Linked DNA regions of Thunnus thynnus: region 1 is linked to region 2. Evidence: chromatin contacts called from public Hi-C data. All regions are on one chromosome and are shown on one strand. Each heading gives the region's core, a stretch centred on a gene start, on an enhancer-like site or on the middle of the called end of the contact. The rest is flanking DNA. Distances are from core to core; before and after follow the strand shown. Region 1 holds the start of foxo3b (forkhead box O3b). Region 2 holds the start of sesn1 (sestrin 1).

Region 1 (4,313 bases), core at 697-3,196, 140 kb before region 2:
TGTCTGATACAGCTGACTACATACAGTATTTCTGCACAGACACACACTCAGACATCCTAAACTCCCTCTATACATCCAGTGAGCAGTTAACTCTATAGTCCTCTGCAGGAGCCAAACTGCTGCATCAGGTATTCTCTTTGATGTGAAGGGAACAAAAAGCATCACACAATGTGTGTGTGTGTAGACCAACTATCTCCTGTAATCCTGTACAGTACAGACTCTAGACTGCCGCTGCAAATGAGCTTGTGTGCTGTACCAATCTGCTTGGTTAAATGTGTGTCAATGAACACAGATAAACAACAGTGTTCATCCTTTGTAGAGAGCGTGTCTCCCAGCTTGCTGATATTTGAACACAGTAATATAGGTGGACCTGAAAACACAAAAAGCTTGAGTGTAGTATTTATTCTGAGGTAGCCAAGAATAAACCCTTGCCCAGTCCCATAAGAAATAATATTATGACATCATCACCTTATCACAGCATAATAAACACCACATAATATCCTAAAATATTACATTACTGTGATTTGTCAAAACACACAACATATTTGAGTATCACACAAACACCTTGAATCCCTCAAGGTATATCAAAGTGGAATCTTGTTATGGTCAGCTGTGAATGCGCATTCCTGCACAGAAACGGCGAGCACGCGCAGGTGGACGCGCACCTTGCAGCCCTCGGTGAAACAAAGAAGACGTGGACGAGGCTGTTTTGATCCAGTCAAGGAGGAGGAGGAGGAGGAGGAGGAGGGAGGTCCAGGGCATCACTTACAGATGGAGACCCATCTAGGATTTCTTCCTTTATCTCTGGCTAATAAACGGGATGACGTCATCCTGGACGAGGTGGAACGGGCTCCAGAAAGGGGGCGTGGCCTGCGCGCCCTGACAGACGTGATTGACAGCCTGGCACGCTGATTAAAGGCACAATCAACAAGAGGCTGATGGCAAAAGATATATAGAGAAGTTAAAGCAGAAATCACAATATGTGTGATATTATGAAATGTAGGATATTAATAAATATTCCATTGACTAACATTCAGGACGTTTCATAATGTTGAATTCATGTATTAAACATTTAACTAATCCTAGCAAAAATTAAATTCTTATTGCCTAAAATTCCTTAAAAAATCATCTGGCAATGTGATTATGATGATTCTTAGTGAGTTTACATTGACATAATGTTTTAGTGATGCCATTGCATAAATCTGCAGATATTTTACACATAATTTCTTTAAAAATGAACATTTGGACGATGACAAGAGGTCATTTTTAAACACAGTTTCTATTTCAACACAGTAAATAATTGCAACTGTTTTACAGGTGCAACAATTAGGTGATTAATCAATTAGGAGTCGATAGAAAATCAATTAGAAACTATATTGATTGTCATTTTTAAGCAGACATGTCTAAAATCCACTGGTTCCTGCTTCTCAAATGTGAGTATTTGCTCGTTCATCTTTGGATTTTTGGGCTGTTGGTCGCACATATTATGGAGGGATTAATTGTTTAATCAACAAAAATAGTCCACAGATTAATTGATAATGAAAATAATTGTTAGTTGCAACTCTAAATTGCTTTTCATCAAACTGAACGGCTTCTAACAAAGTAGAAACCTGCAGCACACCTGTAGCTAGTGCCAGTTATTATTTTACTGATCCTAAACTGAAAACTAAAGTTGGGTATGTAAACACCACTTTTACCGGCTCGATTTCTCTCTAATCTCTCTAAAAATAATAATAATATATCAATTCAGTATAATAATTCTCCTTCCCTCTTCTGCTGTGTGTTTCTATTTTGTGCTCATCACCAACATGTCAGGACGTGTCCCAGCCTCTGTTAAGTCGCCCTGCACACAGGCAGCACCGTCCTTTAGGACTGTAGTGTCTCTTTAAAAGGCGATCCCATGCACAGGATCCAGGGGGCTGGACCTTGATCGACTTGCATGCGTGTGTCTGTGTGCGTGTGTGTGTGTATGTGTGTGCGTGTATGTGTATGTGTGTGTGTGTGTGTGTATATGCGTGCAGCGCTGTGAGGAGAACAAATCGAGATACAGTAGTAACCCAGAGTGAGGTGGCAGTCTTATTCCACATCGACACTGACTTGCCCTGCATACATCCTATCTGTCTGTCTCTATATCGCAGAGCGCACTTGAGGAGTGAAAGAGAAAAGAGGCAAGATGGCATCTGGAAGTGGACAATCCGGGATCTAGCCTCTTCTGGTTTTTGGTACCACGGAGCGCAAGGTATTTCCTTTAAAGTCTTAAGAGATTATTTATTCCCAGTGAGATGAGGTCGGAGCACTTTCTCCTGAGCCATTGATCTCCAGTAGGTGGATTCAGCTGCTTGCACCAGGACGGGATTTTGAGTAGAGCTCCAATTCATGAGCAAGTAGTCTAATCTTATGAATGTAGTGAAGCTCAGAGAGGCAAATAGCTTCATTTAAACCCCTTTGTCATTTTAAAGAAGTAGTTTATTGAAGCTTCTTGTGTGTTCAGCCTTCACACTCAGCTGCAGTGTTTTATATCTTTTTGTGGAAGCGGTTGTATTTTAATTTGGCTCTAACTGAGTGTGTTAGGTTTATTTATTATTTCTTTATGTCTTCAACAGGCGTTAATAACTAAGTTGCTCTTGGCCCTGTTTGGACTTCGCTGGTGTGGAATAGCAACAAAGGACGGGAGCGCGCATTCATGGGATGCGACTTTGACAGCTCTTCATTTCTTGTCTTATAACTTTATTACCTGGCAGCGGGGGCGACATTGTGACTGGGGCAGGAGACAATGGCTGAGGCTCCGCTCCCCGACACACTCCCGGAATTGGACGTGGTCATCGACCCAGATTTCGAGCCTCAAAAGCGGCCCAGATCTTGCACCTGGCCGCTGCCACGACCAGACTCGAACGCGGTGAAACCGGAGAGCAATGACACAGATATTATACCTGAGGAGGAGGATGATGAAGAGGACAGTGCCACCCCTACGGCCATCAATGGTTCTGGCGTGGCAACAGAGGACCAGAGCAGCAACAGCCCCGCAGCCGATGGAGCGCTCTCCTCTCCCGGCCACGAGAGCGGAGGCTCCCCGCTCTCCTCGCACTCCCCGACGGCCACCTCTGGCGCATTGACCCCGAGCAGCTTGGCTGCTCAGCAGACCCCGAGGAAAGCATCATCTCGCCGTAACGCTTGGGGGAATCTCTCCTACGCCGACCTGATAACCAAAGCCATTGAGAGCGCGCCGGACAAGAGACTGACACTGTCCCAAATTTATGACTGGATGGTCAGATCCATCCCCTACTTCAAAGACAAAGGCGACAGCAACAGCTCTGCAGGATGGAAGGTAAGAGTCGTCCCACCACCCACTCACCCACACATCCACCCAGCCCCCCCTCCTTCCTCCATCAAAACAAAAACAAAAAGCATGTGGCTTGTAAACCCACTGACGTTCACGCACAGACAGACACTCACGCACGCACACAATTATACCAGCGCAGTCATGTTTTTACGAGCGTCTATTTGGAAAGTCTGGCACTCATTATACCTCTCATTATCATTCTAATGGAAATTGCAGATCATTCTGAAAAAATCCCCCCAGGAGGGCATTCAAGATCATTAATCTCTAAGCAGAGTGAGGTTTGGTGACCTGCACACAATTATCTAAAAAAAAAAAACTGGAGCAAAACATGATATTTTGTGATCTGAAATGTAATACATATATAATCATAAGATTGTGTAGTTTTGATTGAAACTACATCAGATGCAGGTTTTTTGTTCTCTTTTTATTTGACTTTTTTGATGAGTTATGTGCATAATATTCCTCTGAGGCCTCAGTCAGTCACATGGCTGGAATTAGAGCAAACAGAAACGTTGTAACCGGTTTGTCTGGAAACACAGTAGCCTATTTGACCAGAGATTGATACAATTACATAAGACAGTTTACTGAACAGCAGCTAATCCATTAATAGGACACAGGCTGAAAGTAAACAAAACGATATAACGATCACACTCTGTGGAAAAATATGAATCCTGAGAAGACCTCTGCTATATAGGCAAAAAAAACCCTCCACTATGAAAATCCATGTGGTGCTCTTACAGTCATTTAGTGTGTGTGTAGTTGTGAATAGTGAGTTTATAGTGACCATATGGGTTTTATCACTTTATGTTTGTTTTTTTTTTACATTTATATTTAGAGGCTACATTTCTGCCGTGTTACTGTAGCCACAGCGGCATTGCCCAGTTTGCCATTTGTTATGTAAACCTTGGCAGGCATTCGTCAGTCTCTTGGGTCAGGTAGACAACTGCCAAGGTTGCTGATCCTGCCATGGGGG
Region 2 (4,482 bases), core at 10-2,509:
GAATATCATGCTTATGGGGAGCGGTCAAACATAGCATGGCAGAATTAGAGTCTGACTGATAATTCAGCCAGCCGATATTTCTGGCCAATATTAGCTTATCACACCTCACATATACATATATTGGTATCAGCACATACTGGATGTCTGCTGATAAGCAACAAGCACAAAAATGTATTTGCTGTAATTTAGAAACACTGCTGCTATTACGTAGTTTGTGCACCAGGGAGCATATAAGTTTATTTTTCAACTGTAAAATGTCATGCTCAGTACTACATAGGCGTGAGCAATATGGATAAAACCTCTATCTATATATGCATTTTTTATATTGCAATATATATTGTGATAAAGTAAATTTTCTTGAAAATCAAATAACATTCTGTTTATAGACTTAAAAAAACAGCAAACCAAGTACCAATCAAATGAAGGTACTTCATTACAATGCTGCAAAAAATCACACTGATATCACACTAAATTAAAAGGTATCAATGCCACGGTATCAATATGAATGGTATGGAAAAAATCTCAGGCAGCTGACAAATTTATATTGTCACATGTTATATGTCATCATAACACCTGACCTCACTCTGGTCACAATTTCTTAATAAGCAAAGTTAAGGAATTTATCAAACATGTAAATGTTAGAAGTTTATGTAAAAAAAAAAAAATCGGCAATACATCACTATCAGATTGTTACAACAAATCTGTTAGGATTTCTGTATCGGCTTCAAAAATCCAGTACCGGTTAGGTTGTTGAAAATGTTGAAAATTGTTTACCAGAAATGTATCAGTTGCACCACAGTGACACTTGGTCTATTACCTTCTTCCAAGAAAAACAGCCTGGTTTTATAAATATCCTGCACTTTAACTAGTATACTGTCCTCCATAAGCAGGCAGTTAAAGTGTTATTGCCAACTATCGATTGTGCAAACGATAATAAGCTTTTGAAATGACTATCATGATTAAAAAATGTACAAATACGCAGCTTGTCAGTTAACGTTAGTGAGCTCCATTCAATCTCTCTCTGCCTGGTCTTTCAAGCTGCCCGTTAACAAAGACACCGGTAAAGTACCGCAGAACCGCGGTGAAAAACAACATTCCCACACACAAAGCTTTCAACGTGTGCCAAAAGTAAAAAGTGTCATACTCAAATACTCACTTTATTGACATTCTTTGGCGCAGTTCCTCTGATACGGGACGCCTTGCTTACAGCACTGACCAGTTACCAGGGTACAAACGGCAGGAGGCAACAACTCGGGAGTTAGCGTTTGATTGGCACAACGGGCCGGCCAATGAGCGGCGTTCATTGGAATTCTAGGGGCGGTACTATGAGGACTCTGACAAATGATTGGTTGGTGGGGAGTTGCCATGCTCCCGGGGGAGGGTTTATGGGAGTTGGATTCTCTAAATCTCTTAACATTCACTGTGCCTGGCGGGGTCTAGCGCTTCAGAAATACATCTCCCATAATACATTGCGTCGGTGGCTGGCCCCCCTTCTCTTGTTTATCAGAAATAACAGAGACAGAAAAACAGACAGGGAGAGAGAGGGAGATGTTGTACATTTCCACTCGAATAGTGTTGTATTTAACCCCCTTTTGTATTCAAGTGAACTGTCAAACTACTTACCAAAATGATCAGTTAAACAATATGTTAATATGTGAATGTCAACATGTGAAATTGACTGATAGAAGTTGAAATGCGATTCTGTTGAGCCATGTAATGCAAGTATGTTTTCAGGACAAGTGTGTTTGTTGTAAATGAGAAAGTAGAGAATAGAAATCTACAAAAGATGCAAAAATCTGCAAAAAGAAACACAAGTGTTTTGCAAATAGCAAAACAAGTCTCGCAGGTAACTTCTCTCAGTGCAACACACCTGACATACTGCAGATATGTAGCAGGCTGTATTTGCATACAGCTGTGCAAATGTACACCGAGTCATTGATTAATAGACTGGCTATGACACGTTACTAACCTTCAATAGCCTTAGTGAAGAAAATTTGGTTTAGCATTGGTTTTAGGGGACAGCGCCCATGCCTCAAAGAGATGCATTTCAATTGCACATTTTGCAGACCGTAAGATGACTATTTTCCTAATGCAAAGTAGGCCCTGGTCCAATCGGGCGACCTGTTGGGATCCTGTAAAGCCAAAGCTGCTACTGAAGACATTGTGGTCATGTTAATATTTTCGGGTGATATGGTGGTTTTACAAACAATTATTATGCATAACTTTTAAAACTGGTAAAAATCAGGGTTGGAACGCCTTTTTTTCCCTATACTGCTGTTTCTCTGCTGAACTGTAATAAACCCTAACAAACTGAACCCTTTATTCACCACAATGCCGCTTTATTTAACATACTGCATCACTGCACAAGTGTATATCTGTATATCTACATCTTGTATATCCTGTAAGCTGCTCTGAGTCCGAGACACATCAGCACTTTATGCCTAAATTGCACTCTGGTTAGATGCCAACTGCATCACATGGTTAAGTACTTGTACTTGTTCAATGACAATATAGTTGAATCTACTCTAAATAGTTTTCCATATTACCTATTTGTGGTTAAGGAAAATGTTCATAATGCCAGATTTCATTAGTAAAACCAAAGTTTCACATACACTCCATGCATCAATGTTTGTAACATTTACATATAAAAATAAGACCCTTTTAAGAAATATTAATTATTAAATAATATAAATAAAATCCTACAGGTTAGACATTGCTGTAACAAAATCAGGCAAAAAAAATACTTCTTATCTATAAAGCTGCAGGCAGGACTTGTGACCTCTGTATCTCTAAAATGCGGGCTACAGCCCGACTGTACATTACTGCCAATCGTTTTGCAAGGTTTTAGATTTCTATTTGGTTTTAGCTTTTCTTAAAGGGTAAAGGTGGATATTATAAACAATGAGTCACAGCACTTCAGCACTTTATTTAAAGTAGATCATTTTTATAAACATCCATTTGACAGGTAGGCAACTTGCCAACATGTGAGTTTGCATGGAATGCCTGTAAAGATGTAGTCTGGGCACGATTAACTCTCAACATTTGATTTTATCTTATTAAAATATTTCCTCTCAGTGTGTGGTATACTGTAAGTGTTGAGCTGATATTGTTTATAGGGGAAACCACAATACAACCATTCTGGCAAGTGTCACCCTCTCTGTGTTATATAATATGATGGAAAAAATGTGCCTGATGGTGTTTCCGTAACAAAACCTTTATCAGATGTTGCAATCTCTCTCTCTCTTCACATTATCTTAGAAAATATGTAACAGTTTAGCTTGTGATGGTGAAGGAGGAGCGCAGGCGGAACTACAGCGAGGAAAGCGGCAAAGAGGAGGGAAATTTAAAAAGTCCGGACTGCCTGGTTTGATGGCTGACAGCAGGACAACTGAGTCGCTGGAAGAAGTCAGTTAGCCGCATTACAATCATTTACAACCAACATAAGCAGCCTGAGAACATTGGATATAAGCTTATGATTATTTTCGAAACGACTATCACAGAATGGAGACTTACAGCGATCAGGTAACCATCGCGTCAGCCGTTAGCTCCCAGTGTGGCTAACACGTTAGCTTTGGTATTGTTGTTAAGCGTTACTTTCGCTAAGTGGTCGACAGCTGTTACATTTGTTTAAAGGACGGCGTCAGATAGAGATAGTTAGCACTGTCTTTTAACGAAATATCGTAACGTTAATTGTGAATAAATCGGGTTGTTTTTGTTTACGTAACATTAGCAATGTTGGAATTCTTGAAGTTTTTAAGAGTTTAACGGTGCGCTTGTTTTGAAAACAACCTCCTGGTTGCTGGTGCACAGCGTTGTGCTTAGATTATTAGTTAATCTAGTGTGTTTAGATTAATTATTTAACAGCAGTAAATTTGATAATCGGTCAGTCGTCTCATTCATTAAATCCAGGAAAACACTGAACTTATCTGACTCGTGCTCCACAAATGTAAGGATTTACGTGTAAGTTAGTCGAACAGAACAAAACATTTGAATACATTTTTGTACAATTTTGGACATTTGATGAGCATTTTTCTCTATTTTCTGAAAATGTATAGACTAAACAATTAATCGATAACCTCTTACATCATGTAAAGTGACCTCTCTTCCTTCTTGTCTGTAGATTTTAGACTCACCCTCCAAAAACAGTTACATTGGAAGCTATTACCAGCCTCCAGACAGGATACTACCAACACCAAGAGAGCTGGAGCTCCCTGCACGCTCATCCATCAGCATGGACTCACAGATAAACAGCCCTCAGGCCTCACAGCCCAAACCTAATATTGACAGTAAAGGTATGGCTCAATGCTTATGTCATGGGGCTCGTCTCCTACAAGGTTTTGGTTATGGCCACCTGCTGTTACAATCAAAGGTAAGCTTTTCTCTTCTTGTTGAACTCCTCTTCAGCTGTTGTGGATGCATTAAAGACCCTCCAGGAGAAAATCAGGCGGTTGGAGCTGGAAAGGAAGCAAGCGGAAAAGACCT

Evidence for each region. A called contact is a pair of places that touch in the nucleus more often than the background predicts.
Region 1: a contact with region 2 is called in a Hi-C map of muscle, with 3 times the contacts expected there. The contact joins the promoter of foxo3b here to the promoter of sesn1 in region 2. A contact is called at or near these places in 3 of 3 Hi-C or Micro-C datasets (heart and muscle).

The regions. Positions count from the first base shown.
Region 1 is chr18:18,885,061-18,889,373 of fThuThy2.1, reverse strand. foxo3b (forkhead box O3b) reads left to right here and starts at 1,946. Exons shown (of 4, transcript XM_067572871.1): 1 at 1,946-2,239; 2 at 2,604-3,325. The coding sequence starts at 2,774.
Region 2 is chr18:18,742,370-18,746,851 of fThuThy2.1, reverse strand. sesn1 (sestrin 1) reads right to left here and starts at 1,259. Exons shown (of 10, transcript XM_067572812.1): 1 at 1,157-1,259. It overlaps cep57l1 (centrosomal protein 57, like 1), which reads left to right and starts at 3,328. Exons shown (of 11, transcript XM_067572862.1): 1 at 3,328-3,522; 2 at 4,121-4,292; 3 at 4,405-4,482. The coding sequence starts at 3,502.